Regions from separate parts of the Mus musculus genome. Here region 2 is linked to region 1. A link is a contact called in public Hi-C data. All regions are on one chromosome and are shown on one strand. The core of a region is the stretch at or near the end of the contact, and the rest is flanking DNA. Distances in the headings are between cores, read along the strand shown.

Region 1 (5,155 bases), core at 304-2,803:
CTCCCAGAGAGGCCCTTATTCTGTTTTTTTTATTTGAAGAGAAACGTGGAGAGTTTTTGGAGCTCTGAAGACCTCATAAGGAGTTTCCCTTATTGAAAATCCTAGCTGTCAATACCAAATGGCAGTACAGGTCCTTGGCTTTAAATTTAAACAGAGAATTATTGAGAGCTGCTTTTAGACTTTTTATTAATTATCATTACATGTGTGCATGGTGTGTGTGTGTGTGTGTGTGTGTGTGTGTGTACCCGTCTGACATATCATCTGTGTGGAGGTCTGCCGAGTGGGTCCCAGGACTCAATCTCAGGCTTAGCCAGGCTTAGCCGCAAGCACCTCTACTTGCTGTGCCAGCATAGTGCCGTGAGAAATTTTACAGTAACACAATATAAAATGATACAATCTCTAGTGTAAACAGAAATTTCAACCCATTCTCAGAGGAGGATGGGGCCTCTGGCAGGTAGCTGTCTCAGCTTTGTTATTTCACTGATGTGACCGATAAGATGGGGTTTAAAACCCTTTCGTGTTTATTGCCATCCTATGCAAGGTGACAGTATGTCTTTATGTCATTGGGTGATGAGGAATTCCAGCCACTTAGGTAGACAACAGGTCCAGAGTCCTCTCTCTTGGGAAACACAAGCGTGTAGGTGCAAGGCTTTGTCTCCAAGGAAACCTCCTTTCTTGTCTGAGTAGCCCTTTTTTCTTTACTAAATGTCCGGATGAGCTGTGTCATCAGGGTCCCTTCTGATGAACTCTGATGATGTCACCTAACCTAAACCTGTCTATCTGAAGCCAGGCTGTTGTTATCTTGTGTCTAAAGGCTATGAAAGAGCTCCCATTGCTGTGTGAGAAGGAGGCACCGTAGAAACATGATTGTCGTACAAACTTCCTCATTCTTTTTCTTTTGAAAAAAAAAAAAAATCCCTCTTACTCACAGCCGTGTAGTCTTTCTGTTTATGGAACCAGTGACACAGTTCACTGCCAAGAGGTGCACTCAGAGTTCTTCCACCTCACTTTAATGATAAACTAGCCCAGTATCAAAGAAACAGACGATTGTATGCACACTCCCCAGCTGCTGAAGGATGCCCAAAAGTTGATTTTTTTTTTATCACATTCTCTCAGTGTAACTGTTCTCACTTTTAGAAAAATATCTTACACTTTTACAATGAATCAGCGCCCCCAGAAGGAAGTTCCTACAGGTCAATTAAACTGGCCAGGTAGACGACCATCAGGTGGCAGTGGGAAGAGACTCGAATCCTGGAAACACTGGTCAGAGCGGCGATTTTTCAAGGAACTGGGAAGTTGTACTCATCGAAAAAGCGCTCTTACCCCAAATCCTGGAGCAGGTCTGTGCCTCCATCTGCTCTGCCCCACAGCTCTGAGGGATCCTGGGTACTCATGTTCCCTCCTAGAAGTTCTGCTCTGCCCATAAGTTCCTTTGCTTCTGATGGCTGACTCCCCGCCAGGTGCTGTATGAAGAGAGAGATGGGATCGGCTGCTGCTGGACGCGCTGCTCCTCCTCGCTAAGGCAGGAGCCGGCTGGGGCTGAGTCTCTGGCTAGCAAGGAAGTGAAACTTGGTTGCTCCTCCCACACTGCCTCTGCCACCGTGGGCCTGAGGCATAGGCAGGGGTGTTCTGTCAGTCAGGAAGTGTGCTAACTAACCCCTCTGGCAGCAGAGCACCTCAGTCACCACAACGTATTGTCAAGTTAGATTTTGCCAAAGAAAACAGAAGGACCACCCGCCCAACCAGGATGGGGCGATTAGGTCAAACTCTTTCTAGGAGTCCAAACTGTAGCTTCTCCTTACCAGGGTTTGCCTGTAGTTTGGGGGGGGGGGCGGGGAGGGGGCTATGTGCACGCGCACACCCACCTCACACAGCGGCACAAGGAACACCGAGGAAGCTTCGACGTCAGATACATCTTCTGAAGGGGTTAAAAAAATTATAGGTAAACAACCAGTCCTGCTCTAACCTACTTTGTTTCTGGTACTGGCTCAGGATTTCTTTCCAATATTCCCTTGAGGTTTCTGTAGGGGAACACTTGTTTCTCTTATGGAAGAAGGTTTGGGGGCAGAGGCTGTCGCCAACATGCCCAAAGACCTGGGTTCCATCCCCGCACCCCATAAGATCCTGTAATCCCAGCACTCTAGAGGTAGGGGCAGAAAAGTCAGAAGTTCAAGGCTATCCTCATCTACTTGGTGAATTTGAGTCCAGCCTGGGCTATGTGAGTCCCTGTTTAAAAAACAAACAAGGCAAAGGACTGAGTAAGAAGGCAGAAGAAAGTTAAAGAACAGCATCTGTCGGGGGTGTACCCAGTAGGCTGAGCTACGCTGTCCGGGGGTGTACCCAGTAGGCTGAGCTACGCTGTCCGGGGGTGTACCCAGTAGGCTGAGCTACGCTGTCCGGGGGTGTACCCAGTAGGCTGAGCTACGCTGTCCGGGGTGTACCCAGTAGGCTGAGCTACGTACGCTGTTCGGGGTGTACCCAGTAGGCTGAGCTACGCTGTCCGGGGTGTACCCAGTAGGCTGAACTACCCTGGATGCAGTGGTGTTTAGACTCATAAAGAGGAAATTCCATCTGCCTGGATGTGTATCAGTGGATGGATAAAGAGCTCTCTCTCTGCATGTTCCCCCTCCAATATCCCAAGATGAACTAGGGTTCATCTGAGGGCTGTTCCATTTGGTATCCTAAAGAGACTGATAGAACGAAGACCTTGTTCTACACAGGCTGCCAATGTCTCCTTAGGAACCGTCCTCTCTTCTGTTTCCCAATGGTTCCTGGGACTCTGGCTTTCTCTGGTGAGAAAGTCCTCAGTGCCTAGAGGCAGTCCTGGGGAGAAGCAGCTCTGAGAACACACATATAACGAACCGGCACACACTGGCTGCTATAGTTCTCTCAGACAGAGGAATATAAAGTGTCGGGCAGTGGTGGCGCATGCCTTTAATTCCAGCACTTGGGAGTCAGAGGCAAGTGGATTTCTGAGTTCGAGGCCAGCCTGGTTTACAGAGTGAGTTCCAGGACAGCCAGGGCTATACAGATAAATAAATAAATAAATAAATAAATAAACAAACAAACAAACCAACCAAACTTAAAAAAAAGATAAAGTGCACGTCAACAGAAAGGGGGCAGGGAGGGCTCCAAATCACTGGGCAAGCCATGCAACAGGTCCCCTGCTCCTTCCTGCACATTTCTCCAGTGCTGGACTGTCCTTTTCATCCCATTTTAGCACATTTGGGGGGAGGGGGGGAGTCCCATTTCTCTTAATCTCTTCCCTTTCATTCTTTCTTTTTTCTTTCTTCTTTCTCTCTTCTCTCTCTCTCTCTCTCTCTCTCTCTCTCTTTCTTTCTTTCTTTCTTTCTTTCTAGAACAACCTAAGATGATTGACTGATTTCTTCCCTCCCTTCTTCCTTCCTTCCTTTTTTCTTCCCTTTTCCACCCCCCACCCCCCAGCCTGCCTCTCTTAACTTGCTTCCCATCTACTGCCTTCTCCTTTGAGAGCATCTTCCTGCTGGCTACTCGTAGGCTCCCCACCCTGTCCTCGCCTGCTCTCCACCTCTGCACCCAGCACTGTTCAGCACTCTCCGCCACAATGAAGAGTTGGTGTCTACAACGCTGGATGTGCATGAGAGCACCTAACAGCACACCTTATGTTAGGCCATTTATATGGTGCTTTTATCTCAGCTCTACTCTATTCGGTGCATATCAGTGCTTGGTCTGCTTTTATGCTTGTCTGTTGCCCACAGAAATTGGAAGAGATCCCCTCATTCCCCAGTACTGTAGGAACTGAATCACGGGCAGTTGTGAGCCACCGTGAGAGTGCTGAGAATCAAGCTGTGGTCTCCTGAAAGAGCAGTACCAGGGCTCTTAAATCCTGAGACATCTCTCTAATCCCTAAATGTTAATTGTTTTTTTTTTTTTTTTTATTAAGGAAACCAATTTTTGCTTTCAAATACCCTCTCAAGGTGTGTGTGTGTGTGTGTGTGTGTGTGTGTGTGTATCATTAAACAATTTTGGATTACCTTTTTTGTTGTTGTTGATTTTTTTCCCCTTTAGCAATGCTGGGGACTTAACCCAGGCCCTCATGAATTCTAGGCAAGCATTCTACCAATGAGTGATGTCTGGAATCATTGTGTGTGTGTTGTATGTGTTCACATATGGACAGCTATGTGGAAGCCTAAAGTTGATGTCAGGTACCTTTTTTGGTTATTCACCACTTTATTAACTAAGCAAGGTCTCGCTCTGAACCAGTTCTGATTAGTCTAGCCAGCCAGCTTGCCTTGGATTCCAGCCGCCTTCATGCCTGCCTGGATTCCAGGTGAGTCCAGGGTTTAGGGGAAATTTCATACCCTTAGTTGAGCAGGTTATAATCCTATTTAGGGGTTCTCATCTAGTATAGAACCTGAAGCTCTTCCTATGGACAAGAGAGCAAAACGAAGCAGAGCACAGATGATTTAAAGCACGCGTTGACTCAGCCTTTGAGACAGCTCAGCATTGTAGCTGAGACCTCAGAACCGACCTGAAGTAAAACTCAGCAGTTCAACGCAGAGCTCGCCCACAGAATTAGAAGGAACCACAGTGAACACTGCTTTAGGAAATTAGTCTGCAGCAAAAAATGATTGGCAGTTATTCCTGTAGCTTTCAACTCAGTGTGAAATGAAGACTATTCTGTTCATAAGTGGGGGGGGGGGCGCAAGTGGAAACAGAGAGAGGGTCTGTGATGGTTACACTTGATTGTCAATTTGACTGGAATTTGAGACACTTAGGTTAGCAAAGCACACTTCTGTGTGGTCTGTTTTGGTGATGCCAGAGATGATATACATACATACATACATACATACATATCTCATATTAACATATATGTCTATATGATATATGTCTTAGTCAGGGTTTCTATTCCTGCACAAACATCATGACCAAGAAGCTAGCTGGGCAAAGGGTTTATTCAGCTTACACTTTCACATTGCTGTTCATCATCAAAGGAAGTCAAGACTGGAACTCAAGCAGGTCAGGAAGCAGGAGCTGATGCAGAGGCCATGGAGGGATATTACTGGCTTGCTTCCCCTGCCTCGCTCAGTTTGCTTTCTTATAGAACCCAGGACTCCCAGCCCAGAGATGGCACTACCCACAATGTGCTCTCCACCCTTGATCACTAATTGAGAAA
Region 2 (5,934 bases), core at 2,684-5,183, 41 kb after region 1:
TGGATCAAGATGTAAACTCTCTGTTACTGCTCCAGTGCCATACCTGCCCACCTGCTGCCAGGCTCCCTGCCATGATGCCATGGACTCGAAATCCCCTGGAACTGTGAGTTCCAAATTAAATGCCTTCAAATTATTTTTTCTTTTATAAATTGCCTCTGTCTTGGTGTCTTATCACTATAATAAAAACGGTAACTAAGACAGAAGCTGGCACCAGAGGGTAGGCTATTTCTGTGACAGGCTTGGTCATGTTTTTTTGAGGAATGTGGAAGACTTTGGAAGTTTGGACTAGGAAACTAGTTGGCTACTGTGAGCAGGTTTTGACGGGCCATCCTAGTAGGAGCTGAGAGCAATGCTGACTATGCAAACCCAACTCAAGAGGCTTCCCAGAGAAGCACTATTAGCAACTGAGCTACAGACTTTTTTTTTTAATTACTTTGTTAGCAGAGGAGATTTTAAGATAGCCTAGTACTGGCTCTGTCGTGTGGTTACTAGGAATCACTCATATACGGGTCTACAGTGAAAATGAGCAAGCATAGAAAAAAGAAATATGGAATATACAGTTTGGGACGAAAAGAAAAAAAAGCATCAAAAAATGTAACCTTGAAGCCAAGGCTAGTGCTGAAAGAGATAAGGAAAAGTCTGGTGGAAAGCAGAAGAGAGGAGGCACAGCTCCCTTCCGCGCTGGATTGATCTTCTGGAAACGTTCACAGTTACGGTGAGTTCCTGAGCACAATGGCCATGCCATGTCCAGAAGCTAGGATGTCGCAGCACCCTTCCTCATCCTTTGGCTTTTATAACCTTTCTGTCCTGTCTTCCACGATATTCTCTGAATATTAGATGGGTGGGGTGGGTGGATATTTGTATTCCATTTAGGGCTCAAAAGTCATTTATTCTCAGTACTTTGGCCAGATATGGGTCTGCATTAAATGTTGCTCACTGCAATAAAGAAAAATCTTTGACCAAGGTTGAAAGTTTCGAGAATCTATGATAATAACATAAATATTTGAAAGGGAGTTTGGCAATATGAGAAAAACAACAATTCCTTTCTAGGGCCTATGGTCCCTTCATACTCCTTTTTCATCAGATTTATAGTATAGTTATGAATTCCCTTCTATGGAGTGGCCTCAAATTTGACCAGAAAGCAGTTGGTTGCTGCCATCACAGTCACGCCACTATTACACCACCAGGTTCATCTTGCCTGACACTAACAGAGTCAGTGTCTTCTGATGGTTTTCCTTTGTCTTCAAGATGACAGGAAGATGAAAAGGGCACAAATGTTGTGTCTTTACAAGACAGAGGACAGACAGCTCTCTAAAGCCATTGTTAATGCCAGTCATAAAGGCAGAACCCTCACAGAGAATCACTGCCCAGAGGTCTCATCTCTTATTACCCTTCTATGGAGGAATAAATTTCACTGTGAGTTTTGAAGGGACACAAATGTCAGATCATAACAAATGGTAAAAATAAGCTTGCTGATAAAGTATTAGGGAGTTTTAGTGGCGTATACTTTACTATGTGTATGCATCTAAAGAAAAGTACCTAAATGTTATAGTATGAAAAGTCTCCTGAGTGAGAATACTTTCATGAAGCCAAATGTTTACAATAAGAAACAGATCAGGAGTGCAGGGATCTCTTTTAACCCTTCCTTCTGTCCCCATCTGAGAGCCAGTCTTAACTGTGACCCTGGTGGTATTTAGAATCTCCCAGGAGACTACCTGAGGGCCTGCCTGGGAGGCATTTCCAGAGGGAGATAGGAAGAGGCCTGGTGGGCACCAGAATCCACGTGTTTCCGATTCCTGACTGCAAACACAATGCTACCCTTGACTACACAGCTTGTCTTGTAACTTCCCCACCCTGATGAGCTGTACCTGTGAGCCACAATCCACCCTTCCTTACCTAGGTTTCTTTTATATGGTATTTGTTAGAGAAATGAGTAAGCTCATATACCATCCATTTCCCAAAGTCAACCAATATTTACTCTTCTCAGATCTTAGAAGTTAGCTAATTTTTCGTTTTGTGGAAATGGGATTATAAGATAATTCCTTCCTGTATGGCTTCTTTACTTAGTATATTTACTGTTGTTTCTGTATAAGAGTCTATTGCATACAGTCTACAATTTACCTATTCTACTATTGATGGACATTTTGGCAATCTTCCAGATTTTGGGACATGCATACATATTTGTTTGTAACGGTACAGCTGAATCAAATGATGTTCATGAGATATAGAGGCTTAGCTATAACAGAATACTAAATGCCCCCTTGAGTACTTGTACCAGAAGTTCCTGAAATACTTCTACCTGTTTTTTTCTACAATCTTGTCGGCACTTGGTATTGCCTGTCACATTTTAGTCATTATAAATGTATTAATAGAATCATGATTCAAATTGATAGCTTCCTGAAGAAATTCTATTTCTTTCCATATGTTTATTAACCATTTACATACTGGCAGGAAGTGCCTATATTATTATTATTATTAAAACTTAATTTTCTTAAATTAAAAAAATTGGCATTGCTTTAAAGTTCCACTATGGAATTGAAAGGAAGTCACTTAAATAACTTGTTCCAATTAAAGTCATTTAATTTTGGTTATCTTTCCCACTTAATACAGATGTCGGAAGGCCATTGGGTACAGTCAGGTTGGTTTTAAAGCAAAGCTGTGTACTAAGCATGATCTTTGATGATGATTTTTTAGCTTCGCCTGATGTTTTTTGTCCACTCCCTTCTCTGTGTTATCCAGGAGCGCCCTCTTTTTCTGCGTCCTGGGCATTGGAAGATAGAACAGAAACAAGTAACTGGACAGCATCGTTTTTAGGATTTTCTGTGTACTTCCGTTATACGACCACATTTGTGAATCTTTAATGAGCGAAGGTGGACATAGAGCTGAATTCAAAATAGGTCAGAAAGAGAGTTAAGTAGGCTGGGAAGATATCCCAGCTATCAGATAAGAGTACTTGCTGCTCTTACAGAAGACCCAAGTTTGTTTCCAAGAACCTATATTAGGTGGATCAAATGCCCTATTCTGGTCTCCACAGACACCAGCATGCACCAGCATACACAGATTCACACACAAACACATAAAACACATAAATAAAAAATAAAAATTAGCTAAGAGAGAGACAGAGACAGAGATTAACTGAATTGAGAATGAATTGAGTATGGATTTGAAACCAGAAAAAACTCAGCTCAGTATTGAAAACAAATACAGTGGGGAGAACTTAGAGTGCTGTGTGGAGGAGTCAGAGTCACCGGTGTGTGAGTTCAGTAGGAGGCTCCCAATGCAGGAATCTGAGAATGTTTTCTTTTTAAAAAAGCTTTACTTTTTACTTTTTGAAAGGAAACTACATTTTTTCTAAGTCAAAATGGAATGGAATAGGAGACAAGAGTCCACTTTCCCATTTAATTTGGTCTCCCCTCTATAGACAGTTTCTATGATGCCTCGTTAATGTTTCTCTGTACAAATGTTAATGACAGCAAACGTACCCAATAGTTTCTCACATTCCCAACTAAAATTAATAGTGATATTTAATATTCAACTTAAGTTATTTGAGGTGTATAAGAAATCCTTAAAATTTTATGAAATTTCCTTTATACAGTAGTATTGTACAGTGGTGTGTGTGTGTGTGTGTGTGTGTGTGTGTGTGTGTGTGTGTATCTGGAAAGGGATTGAGTAAACAGTTTGAAAAACAGTGTGGCATCTAAGGGGGAGAGAATCCGTGTGCTGAGTTAACGGAGCAGAAGCAAAATAACACCAGGTGTGAGTCTGTTTAAATCCACCAGGAAAGCGATATCTCGGGAGGATGTTGGATTTTCCACAGAGTGTGTATTGGATGTTGGTACCAATTTTCTTTAGCCCTTAAGGCCAATGTGGCATCAGTTGATATCTGAATTACACACTACTGCCTTCAACGATCAAGTAATCCTCAATTAATTATTAACTGTCATGCTGGAACATGAAGATAAAGTGTCCCCATGTCAGACAGAGAAGCTTAGCTATCTTCTGAAGGCAAATGAGAGTCATTAAAGGCTTTTGGAAACAGAAATGACACAAACAACCAAATTCCCAGAAGTTATCTATTGCTGAAAAGAAAAAAAATGCAGCTGTTTCAACAAGCATTTGCTCCTGAGGGGCCGGATGTGAGTATGGCTACTGGTGGATTTCAGCTTCTCAAGGGTTGAAACCAGATTGGGGACCCCAAGTTTGACAGTGGCCATTTGCCAGAGGCATCCCTCAGCTCCTTGCTGCAGAACCTTCTCTCAGTGCAAGACCTCATATGGCATCTGACCTCCCGCAGAGAGAGAAAGAAAGCAGGGTTTTGTCCTGTCTTTTCTAGAAGTGATACCCCATTGCACATGGTCCATGTTAATTATTTCAAGTGGGTTGCTATAGTGCTCCACACTCAAAGGGATGGATTTCCACAGGGTTAAGTATCAGCACGTAGGTATCACTGCAGTCTATTTTAGAGATTACTTCAAACTACCAGGCTGGAAGGAGCGAGGCCTTGCAATGGGTGGTTCCTTCGGGCAGGGAGCTAAGGAGATGGCATGGAAATGACGACCATTAGGATGGCCAGGATGAGCAAATGGATCAGATGGGAAGGATGAACAGAAGGAATGAGCCAAGCCTGGCAGGTTGTGATGATTGCCTGTGGAGTCATAGGACAGGAAGCATGGTGTGTGTGTCTGTGTGTGTGTGTGTGTGTGTGTGTGTGTGTGTGTGTGTCTGTGTGTGTAGATTTTGGAAGATCATCAAATAAATAAAAAGAGGTTTTTAGCACACTTAACAATACCCAGTCAGGGAAGAAAGAACCCTTTAGACTGTTGCCTGCTGGAGCTAATATGGGACCGAGCATGTGCACACTGGGTTCCGACAGACATGATTTAAATGACATCTCTATGTTCTTCCAGTCCTGCCCATGGTCAGTCTACCCCGAGTCTCAGTTACTCTTCCGTGAATGTGGAAGCTAATTTCTATGTCTCCTAATGATTTTTTAGGGTCACCTAAGACCTGATAACCCCTCCTTAACCTACATAAAAATTCCTAGAGCAGTGTCTGTGCTCGTACATAGTCTCAAAAGTATACAAATATCCTTTGCCAGTCTCTCTTTATAACCATCAAATAACCCCACTGCACCATGTCACTATGTTTACTTCAACAATTGCCATCGAGCTTTCATCTGTGTGACTTTATAGTCAACACCATTTCATCTGTGTAGGTTACTGTCTTAACTGTCATTCAAATATCCCCCCAAATAAAGGCCCCTAAAGCTTTAGATGTGCATGCTTCTAGTTACTCCTCTTCTCAACGTTAATATATCGTTTGTTTCTTTCTCCTTGACAGTTACTCTTGTCTGGTTCCAATCTCTCCTTAGGGTACTATTTTAATGTTTTCTTTTACTGTATAGATCAACAGAGCAGTAAGAAGGAAGACTGACTTACAGTCAGAGATCTGAGTTTGAACACTAACCTGCTTTGACTTTTTTCCTACTAATGAAGACTATCTTTGGTTCCCATACTGATTCCTGCTTCATATTCCTACACTGAGAATGACAGTCATGGAACTTGTCATCCTTCTCCTACTCCCAGTAGACAAGGAAAATTGTGAAGGAGCGGCCCATACCCGGTCATTGTGTCTGTTGGCCTGAGGGCAGCAGATCAGGGTGTGTACTGTGATAACCCATCACAGCCCACTGACAGCATGAAGGATAGGGTGGACGGATGGAATTCCAACTAGAAGTCACTTCAAACATCACCCACCATGTGCTGATAGCCAGTTCTTTAGATCCATATAGATGACTGCAGCCCTCGAAGACTATTACTGCAGTTTCATTTGTGATGGTAAAACAAAATTGCCCCTGTGCTGATTAGTTTTATGTCAGCTTGACATGAGCTAGAATCATATGAAAGGATGGAACCTTGATTGAGAAATGCCTCT

What was found. Hi-C and Micro-C count contacts between places; a contact is called where the count stands out from the background.
Region 2: a contact with region 1 is called in a Hi-C map of the G1E-ER4 cell line, with 2.1 times the contacts expected there. The contact joins the enhancer-like site here to the promoter of Dapp1 in region 1. A contact is called at or near these places in 1 of 39 promoter capture datasets (frontonasal cranial neural crest), 2 of 15 datasets of contacts at CTCF or cohesin (CD8 T cells and the NIH/3T3 cell line), 8 of 484 Hi-C or Micro-C datasets (the G1E-ER4 cell line, the HPC-7 cell line, bone marrow-derived macrophages and 4 more) and 3 of 115 datasets of contacts at active chromatin or transcription factors (embryonic stem cells, microglia and neural progenitor cells).

Annotation. Positions count from the first base shown.
Region 1 is chr3:137,979,996-137,985,150 of GRCm38.p6, forward strand. It overlaps Dapp1 (dual adaptor for phosphotyrosine and 3-phosphoinositides 1), which reads right to left and starts at 1,554. Exons shown (of 9, transcript NM_011932.3): 1 at 1,324-1,554. The coding sequence starts at 1,424. The region is part of intron 2 of Gm19708 (a long non-coding RNA gene); the gene reads left to right.
Region 2 is chr3:138,018,223-138,024,156 of GRCm38.p6, forward strand. No RefSeq gene overlaps it. Among named protein-coding and RNA genes, the nearest start is that of Dapp1, 40 kb to the left of the region's middle. Within about 2 kb of position 3,934, at least 8 of the 459 cell types and tissues checked have an H3K27ac peak or open chromatin away from gene starts, as enhancers often do. A contact at or near this core is called in the G1E-ER4 cell line and the HPC-7 cell line, where this site is marked.